Linked DNA regions of Bos taurus: region 1 is linked to region 2. A link is a contact called in public Hi-C data. All regions are on one chromosome and are shown on one strand. The core of a region is the stretch at or near the end of the contact, and the rest is flanking DNA. Distances in the headings are between cores, read along the strand shown.

Region 1 (4,798 bases), core at 1,137-3,636, 240 kb before region 2:
GTGGTGAGTTGCAAATTAGAACATATTTCTTACTGAGGATAATACCAAAAAGGTATTTTAAGCCACTATCAAAATTTACATGGAGATAAATTTTCTTTGGGTCTCAAATAAAATGAAAGATAGTTATAATGTGAAGCTTCTACGTACCTACTGAAATTAGCTAGGAAGGAAGGTTAGGGGTAAATACCATCATGATCCCAAAATATGTGCCTGGAGAAAAAAATGTTATTTTTAAAGTGTCAGAATAAACCCTTCATGCAGCCCAGGCTATTTTCTGGAATAGTCGAGTTTTAGTTTGCTTTCTCCCAGAGGCAGACACTGAGACAAAAATCCACACGGTTTATTTGAGAAGAGCAGGAACCATCAGTTGGGAGCTATGAGTGATCAATCATGGTCAGTTTAATGTACATGGGAAAACTCAGGGAAATGGTCCACTAGACTAGAGAATAGGCATTTCTATTTAATTTCCGATTCTGCTGAAGCCTGCTTCTGGGGCTGGGAGGTGGAAGTGGCAGGTGTTAATTCCCTGGCACTTCCAGTCCGCCCTACTCCTGGGCAGAGCAAGCCAGAGAAGTTTCTACTTTTCCCACCGGAAAAAAAAAAAAAAAAATGCAGATACTGGGAATCTGCCACCATGAACGGAAGGGGAATTTGCTGAAGTTCCATAGTCACCTGGATTCCCCTGAGTTAAAATGGACAGATTCAAGGCATCTCCAAATCCTGTGCAGGGAAAGGCCTCACCTGCAGGGGGTATTACTCACAGGTGTGGAATAATTCCTCAGGGCTACCCGGGTGACTGGTAATTTCATACTTTCTCATCAATCATTCAGCTACAGATTCACAAGGTGGTTCTGCCAAGTTGTCTGGCCAGGTAAATAAATGGAAACCAAGATGGGTTTAGATCTGTAGCAAAATAAACCTTGGAGACTTAACCACAATGTCAACTAGATTCAGAGAGAAACTTTATATTCTTCAACTCCAGCTAACTGAAGAAACTCAACACCTTTGCCCTAGTCAGCTGCAGGGTTAATTCTATCGAATCTGATAGAGCATCAGAGACTCCTCTCCATCAAGTGGTGTATGTGAGTCTGGACTAGTTTGTGCAGGAGACTCTCTTACCTTTCCTCCTGAACCCACAGCAAGACCAAATTTCCCAACCTTTCTTGCAGTGGCCATGTGACTCAGATCTGGCACTGAAATGTGGGAAGAAATTATGTGCTCTATTTCCTGGTCTGAGCTATAAAAACTCTCACATGTTCCTCCATTTTTTAGCTGGATGTCTGTAGACTAAGGGCATCTATGAAAACCACATGTTGAAACAAGAGTATCTCTTAGCCTGGGTCCTCCAAAGACTGTGCAGAGGAAAGCACCATCCCCTACCCCATTCCACTCTCCAGCACTAGTGGGCTCTTACATGAGTAAAATCTGAGTTACCAAAATTTCAGGGTTTATCTGTTACAGCAGCTGCACTTAGATTAAACAACACAGCCACCCATGACAGAGGCTAGGCTCGCAGCAAGATTGGTCACTCCAGCTGTTGGCTGCCTGCTCCCCTCTCCCTCACAGTTGTTCCAGGATTCTTCACTGCCCAAGGAGGTAGTTTTAGACATACAGGGTGAAAAGATGGCTAGGAGACACTGTCTTGGACATGTTTCTCAAGGGAAAATCTTTCATTTTTGCATGTTTTGTGACAAGAATTTTCCATGGCCATGCAGTGAGTCAGAAGCAAAGCAAGGATTCATGTTCTCGCCTGCTAGGGCATCTCCCCACCTCCAGGATGGGGTCTAGGTTCTGTGCTGTGAGATGTGGGGAATCAATTTACAATAAGGGTCAGGAAATCAGGATTCTACCTTCTGTCTTAGACTAATGAGAAGACTTTAAGCCTACCAGCCTCAAATAGTTTTAAATCATCTGGAAAATCCCTTTTTGGTCTAAATATAGCACCAATCCCTCTCCCACGTGACTTTATCCCATTAGTATCTTCATGTCATTAGAAATGCATATTCTCATTGTTTAATCTCTAAACTACATAGTCTGATTCACTTATACAAAGAAGAAAATTGAAAGTTCTACCCTATAGTGTCATCACACTTAGCAGCTAAGTGCTGCCACCAAGATGTACAAGCAAGTTAGTTTAAGAATTGGGAAGGAAACATGTTCTAACAGGGTTCCTGAGGCTCTGGACTCTGGGTCTGGTCACCAGGACCAGCTTGTTTCCTCCAGAAAAGAGTTCATGAAGTTCCCGCAGTTTTGTGTGTCCTCAGAGAATTTAGGAACGTTGCTTCAGCCCTACCCTGAGAAGAAAGACTGCTCAGAGCAGTGTAAAAAGCACAGGGCAAAGAATGGGGGAGGAGGCTCATGACATGTAGCAGGCCTCCGTTTGCAGAGAAACAGCTAAGCTGGGAGTGCCTTGCTTAGCCTATATTTAGTTTATCCAGTGACATCTTTGCACCTCAACACCATCTCTCACGCTAGCAAAGGCCAGAGACCAATCATTTTTCTCATTGTAACAAGGCTCTGACTCACTAGTTCTAAAAAATATATGAGAACAATAAGACCCAAGGGGACAAGAAAATTCAAAAAAATAATAATTAAAAAAACAGTTGAGCATTCCCTGTAGGCTGAATTAAAAAAAAAAAAACAAAAACATGATGGTCCTAGAAGTTTTCCAAGAGGCCTCTAGCAAGCTCTTTTATCATTAAGAGCACAAATTCAAACTGCACCAAACACTAGTTTATAATTTCCAATGATGTCTGAAAAACATAAGACTATTTTTATAATGAGTGTTTGCAAAACAAAAAAACTGTTAGCACCAACCACAGACTAGCACCGTGTCTCACTGCCAATAGTCTTTGAGAGGCTGATTCCAAATGTGAGAGGTGCCACATTCAAGCCAAGTGGTGGCCTGTTTGGTTTCATCTTGACCCCCCAAAAAGGTTAGAGACAAACTGAATATTTTTCAATCAAATCTCTTCTAAATCTATGCAACTTACTGCAGAGGTTGGCAAACTTTTTCTGGACCAGATAGTAATTATTTTTAGGCTTTGCAGGACATACGGTCTTTGTCACAACTAGTTAACTTTGCCATTCCACACACTGGCTGTGTTCCAATAACACACTATTTTATTGGGAAAAAGTAGGCAGCAGGCTGAATTTAGCCTGTGGCCATAGTCTGTTATGGCTTCCCTGGTGGCTTAGACGGTAAAGCGTCTGCCTGCAATGAGGGAGACCCGGGTTCAATGCCTGGGTTGGGAAGATCCCCTGCAGAAGGAAATGGCAATCCACTCCAGCATTCTTGCCTGGAAAATCCCATGGACATAGGAGCCTGATAGTCTACAGTCCATGGGGTTGCAAAGAGTCGGACACAACTGAGTGACTTCACTTTCACTTTCATAGTTTACTAATCTCTGACTTAATGCTCAGAGCCACCATTGATGAGGCCAGACTCACAAATACTACCTAGGGCTTCACCCTCGGTCCTATGGCCGGGTATGTTCCCCCATCCCCACCCCAGTTAGTTGTTTCAAAAACTGTGTCCTGGTCAAGAAAGCCAAGCGAGAGAAAGTGAATCTATCCTTGTTTTTCTATCAGCACCACAATATTATCACTCAAACTCTAACTTTGTAGGAAACAGAAAGTTACTGGAAATCTGAAATAACTATATATTCTTTTAAGTCTGAACCTGAAAAGAGAATGAAATCTCTGGCAACTCCTGCATCCATCAGCAGGAATTGGACTTTAAGCCAACTAACTTCTATGAGGTTGGGCCTTTGTAAGACCTGGCTTAGACCAAGTTCCAGGGCCATAATATAAGATTTGGTTTCCAGGAAGGACTGACACCAGAGCTGTGCAAGGAATATTTGTGGCATGCAGCACATGGGAGACTTAATTAGTTCTTGTATTAAAAAAAATATTAATGAATGGTTGAGTGGTCCACCCAAGTCTGGTCATTTCTAATTTCATAGTACCTGATTGAGGTTCTTTAGCAAAATAACAAAAATAATTACCTACCTGATAACAAAATGCAGGCTTATAAATAATTCATTTAAGCAAGTATGACTAATACATTTTCCCCAAGGAAGGGGTAAACTCTTACCATCCCAAATAAAATCTCAAAATCTAGGTTTTGGTTCTGTCTCTTCTCATAAGGCAAAAAGCATGGAGTTGAATGAGAAAAGAGGAGGGCCTTTTTCTTTTTTAGTCAGAATAATTTTTATAAAATAGGAATTATGAAAGAGATCAGGACCTATACCGTATATATATTATAAGGCTATAAGGATTCAATGAGTTAATTAATACCAAAATCTCAACACAGTTCTTAAACATTATCTCTTAGCACCAATTATCTTCTTCTTGAGTTCTCAGTTTTGAACTTTCCATTTGTACTTTCCAAATGGCACTAGTGATAAAGAACCCACCTGCCAATACAGAAGAGACATAAGAGTTTATGGTTCGATCCCTGGGTTGGGAAGATTTCCTGGAGGAGGGCATGGAAACCCACTCCAGCAGTCTTGCTTGGAGAATTCCCATGGACAGAGGAGCCTGGAGGGCTACAGTCCATGGGATCTCAAAGAGTCAGACACGGCTGAAGCGACTTAGCACAAGCACGCACCTTTCAAACACTTAAGCTTTTCCTCATCTTTTGTGTTCTTCTGTATCAAGTCGCTTTAGGCATGGCTCTTGCACTGCCTCTCACTCTAGGTTGTGCAGTTGGCACTCTGGCCAGGCTCACACTTGCCTCCACTAAGGGCTATTAGACGGCACTGGAAGGCCCAATGCCAAAGAACACACCAACAGA
Region 2 (5,090 bases), core at 187-2,686:
AAGTGAAAGAAAGTGAAGTCTCTCAGTCGTGTCTGACTCTTTGCAACCCTGTGGACTGTAGCCTACCAGGCTCCTCCATCCATGGGATTTTCCAAGCAAGAGTACTGGAGTGGATTGCCATTTCCTTCTCCAGGGGATCTTCCCAACCCAGGGATCGAACCCAGGTCTCTCACATTGTAGGCAGATGCTTTACTGTCTGAGCCACTAGTCTAAAACCATCTGCCAAAATTATATATCTGACTTGGTCATCTTCCTGCTTGAAAACCTCTGCCCATTCCTAGATGGTCTCTGCATTAATATTTTTTGTTGTTTTGTTTTGTTTTTAATTACAAAATATATTCTCGTGGAAAAATATTTTACTTAGACTAAAAAATACACAGTACAGGAAATATCCTCTGACCACCTTCCCAATTCTCCATTCTCACTCCCTAAGAGTAATCAATATTAACACTTTCTTGTATATTCTTCCAGAAATTTCCACCCTGCATTAGTTCTCAACTAAGCCAAACACTTCAGAACATCATTCAGAAGTCCCCATCTTATTGGGGCTTGCCTGCTGACTCAGATAGTGAAGAATCTGCCTGCAATGTAGGAGACCCGGGTTCAGTCTTGGGTCAGGAAGATCCCCTGAAGGAGGACACAGCAACCCACTCCAGTTTTCTTGCCTGGAGGATCCCCATGGACAGAGGAGCCTGGTGGGCTACAGTCTATGGGGTCGCAAAGAGTCAGACACGACTGATGACTGAGCAACTAACACTTATTGACCAAACTACTACTCAGCATAATCTCCTCAGTCAAGGTGGCTGTCTCTCAACCTCTGTGACTGAAGTTCTACTAACTGTATCCTCTTTCTGATGCAAAGAGGGCCTACACTGTGCTCTTGGGGACACCTTCCCCCTACTCCGTAGCTGGCTTCTAATTTGGTGTCCCTTCAAACTGATATTCTTTAAATGTTTTCTCAATTTTTATTTAAATAGAGAAGAGATTTAAATGATTTTCTCATAATAAAAAAAATCTAAAGAACAAATTTACTTATTTCCATTTAACAAAGCAGAATCAATGCACTAAAAAGATCAACAAAATACTGTATTTTTCTAAAATTCTAGTTCTCCCAGTATTCCAAACTAAATTGCTTGGAAATTAAAAGAGTTTTAAACTTAGGTAATAAAAACAAATATCCCCCAAAACTAAAAAAAAAACCAAACCACCCATTCCTGATAAGAAGCATTCTGCGGGGGATTATTTCAGAATTTCAGGGCACAACTTTTAACTGACTCGACCTCTGTTTACGTGTGGTAAACATACACCACAGAGATGGGTTGTTTACTGTAGCAAGTTACTTTACTTCACTGCAACTGTCCTTTTGGCATAAGCTTACCAAACCTAATTTTGTCCATTACATAAGGAGCCACATGTGGAAACCTGAATCAGCTGACATCATATTACTGACTTAATCCAGTCATAATTCAGGGTCCAGTGACCTGGCAGGCACAGCCTCCCCCATCTTATTCTGCATAGAAGTACTATGGTATAAAGCTTGGATGGACACACTTTGGAATCAGATACTCTAGGTTTTAATCATTTCTACCACTTAACAGTGGTGAGATTTTGGACTAGTTGTTTAACTCTCCTAAGCCTCATTTTACACATTTGTAAAATGAAAATATGAATAGTGGCTTTCTTATAAGACTGTGTGAGGATTAAATGAAATGATGCATATAAAACTCTCAATAATAAGTGGCAGTAATATTTCTGGGGACCTTGATTTTTACTATAATTAACTGTTAATTACCTACCTGTCCCACAAAAACATTCTATGTGGAAAATGCTAGGATAAAATTACTACCAAACAGGTAAAAAGTTTAGCACAATCTAGAAATATGTGCGGAGAAGGCAATGGCAACCCACTCCAGTACTCTTGCCTGGAAAATCCCATGGATGGAGAAGCATGGTGGGCTGCAGTCCATGGAGTCGCTAAGAGTTGGACACGACTGAGCGACTTCACTTTCACTTTTCACTTTCATGCATTGGAGAAGGAAATGGCAACCCACTCCAGTGTTCTTGCCTGGAGAATCCCAGGGACGGCGGGGCCTGGTGGGCTGCCGTCTATGGGGTCGCACAGAGTCAGACACGACTGAAGCGACTTAGCAGCAGCAGCAGCAGAAATATGTGAAGGAAAAATTCATGAAAACTGACACTGGTTTTCTTCATCTTTTTAGTAATACCAGAACAGGGTCCTAACCTAGTCCTGGCTGACTTTACTACCTGTGTGACTCTCAATGTCGCTTAATTTTTCAAGTTGTACTTTTCCTGTCTATAAAGAATGAGAATAATTATACCTCACAATGCTGGTTGTAAATATTAAATAATGTTTTTATATAAATATTAAATGACTTAATATGTTTTATAAGGTATTATTATGGTTGTTAGACACATCAAAATATATTTTTAATTTTAAATATATCTTGGAATTCATCTGATTCGTAAAATTCTCTCTAACCTACTCTAGTTCTTCATTTGCTCCAACGGAATGTCTGGGGTTGTTTGCAGACATCTATACTTAGAATCAAAGTGCTCAAGACTGGAAAAGTCTGCAAATCTGGCCCCAGCCTCCAGACAGAAGTTCTGGGTGCTAATTGCTTGCTGACCCTTAAACAACTCCGCGTCCTATTCAGTGTTTAAAGTTTAGGGGTGAAATCACTGCCCCTTCTCAAAGATAATACAAATGCAGATCTAAAGTGGTGTCCTGAGCTAACAGACACAGTGAGTTTGAATCTCATCACAGCAGTATTTTTCCAACATAATAAATTACTCTTTGTTCAAGTCAGAAACTGAATTCACTTTATTTTCCAAAATCGGCTCTGCCAGGTTTCCTTGATTTAATTGTATCTTTTTTGTCTGCTGACAATGGAAAGCAGAAGAAAATAGTCTTGCTAAGGAAATGAAATATGACCAAGAAAAACAGGCATTCTCACACTATATGAGGTGGATTTTTTTTTCACATTCAATTTTTTATAAGAAAAAAGTCTTTACCCTTTGAAACAACAGCATTATTGTGGTGACTGTTTGGTCATATCTACACAGCCCAAAAGAAAATGTTGGAAAGAAAATTAACCAGTTCACAAGGGTATGGACAACATTATTTTTAAAAGGAAATGGTTCTTCATACATAGAAAGAATAATAAATGATAGCCAAAAAAAGTGAGAGATGAGGCAATTATTTAAATAATTCAAATAAAATATGTGTGATTAAAGCACCAGTGGAATTTAGGTAGACTCATTTAGAGGGAACACAAGTCAACCAAACTATTACTGCATTTCTTCGGTATATTTAGTTAAAATAGTCCTTGCTTTAATAAAATTGTCTTGCTCAGAGAAGAACTCTTTAAGTCCTACTTAGGGAGATCTTATAATGAATGAATAAGTGTTTAAAGCAAGAAAGGGTCAGGTTTTTGTCCCATCTCTGCCATCTACTCACTATTTGCCTATAAATAAATATGATTGTCCATTTATTCCATGTTAAAATGTTACTAAGAGCCTTCTACATAACACACACTGTTATAAGAAGGGAAAATACAGCAACAAATATACTAGACAGGACTGTTGCCCCCACAGGGCATTAATCCCAAAGTAGAGAGAAAGATGATCAGTTCAGTTCAGTTGCTCAGTCATGTCTGACTCTTTGCAACCCCATGAATCACAGCACGCCAGGCCTCCCTGTCCATCACCAACTCCCAGAGTTCCCAAACTCATGTCCATCGAGTCAGTGATGCCATCCAGCCATCTCATCCTCTGTTGTCCCCTTCTCCTCCTGCCCCCAATCCCTCCCAGCATCAGAGTCTTTTCCAATGAGTCAACTCTTTGCATGAGGTGGCCAAAGTACTGGATGCTTTAGCATCAGTCCTTCCAATGAACACCCAGGACTGATGTCCTTTAGAATGGACTGGTTGGATCTCCTTGCACTCCAAGGGACTCTCAAGAGTCTTCTTCAACACCACAGTTCAAAAACATCAATTCTTCGGCGCTTAGCTTTCTTCACAGTCCAACTCTCACATCCATACATGACCACTAGAAAAGCCATAGCCTTGACTAGACGAACCTTTATTGGCAAAGTAATGTCTCTGCTTTTGAATATGCTATCTATGTTGGGCATAACTGTCCTTCCAAGGAGTAAGCGTCTTTTAATTTCATGGCTGCAATCACCATCTGCAGTGATTTTGGAGCCCCAAAATATAAAGTCTGACACTGCTTCCACTGTTTACCCATCTACTTCCCATGAAGTGATGGGACCAGATGCCATGATCTTAGTTTTCTGAATGTTGAGCTTTAAGCCAACTTTTTCACTCTCCTCTTTCACTTTCATCAAGAGGCTCTTTAGCTCCTCTTCACTTTCTGCCGTAAGGGTGGTGTCATCTGCAGAAAAATGATAGATACAGATAAACAAATGATGGATGGGTGTGTAGCTGATAGATACACAGAAGAGCTAGCTATATAAAAGTTAATTTCAAATTGTTACAAATACTACAAAAGAAACAAATAGGATAATAACGATTAAGGTTAAATGACTGTTTGGACAGAGTGATCAGGAAAGGCTTCTGTAAGAAAGCAAAACATGAACTAAGACCTGAAGATGAGGAGGACCCCACAGTGTGAAGAGCTGGTATGGAGCAGTCAAGGCAGGGAGAACACAAAGTGCAAAGCCTGCTTCTGGAGGGAGAGATGGGCTTTGTCTTTTGAGACCCAGTAAAACAGCCTTCACAGTAGTAATATGTTAAAGGAGAAGCAAGGTGTGAGGCAAAGTTAGAAATGAAAGCAAGAGCCAGTTAGACTTCTATTCTGACAGCAGTGGGAAGTTACTGAAGGGAGTTAAGTAAGAGAGGACCTGATTTATTTTTAATAGTTTAGTCTGGCTGCAAAGTGAAAATATAGCAATGCAAGAGGAGAAGCAGGGAGGCTATTGAGTAACTCCAGGCATGAAATCAAGGCAGGTTTGAAGCTGCATAGAGGGACTGGAAGTAGAGCTAAGTGGATAGATTTGAGATGAGTTTTAAGGGAAAATTAATGCACCATGGTCCTGAGTTGTATGTGGG

The links. Hi-C and Micro-C count contacts between places; a contact is called where the count stands out from the background.
Region 1: a contact with region 2 is called in a Hi-C map of skeletal muscle, with 5 times the contacts expected there. The contact joins two enhancer-like sites. A contact is called at or near these places in 2 of 11 Hi-C or Micro-C datasets (liver and skeletal muscle).

What each region holds. Positions count from the first base shown.
Region 1 is chr4:51,845,704-51,850,501 of ARS-UCD2.0, reverse strand. No RefSeq gene overlaps it. Among named protein-coding and RNA genes, the nearest start is that of CAV1, 53 kb to the left of the region's middle. Within about 2 kb of position 2,386, at least 12 of the 102 cell types and tissues checked have an H3K27ac peak or open chromatin away from gene starts, as enhancers often do. A contact at or near this core is called in skeletal muscle, where this site is marked.
Region 2 is chr4:51,608,882-51,613,971 of ARS-UCD2.0, reverse strand. No RefSeq gene overlaps it. Among named protein-coding and RNA genes, the nearest start is that of CAPZA2, 65 kb to the right of the region's middle. Within about 2 kb of position 1,436, at least 2 of the 102 cell types and tissues checked have an H3K27ac peak or open chromatin away from gene starts, as enhancers often do. A contact at or near this core is called in skeletal muscle, where this site is marked.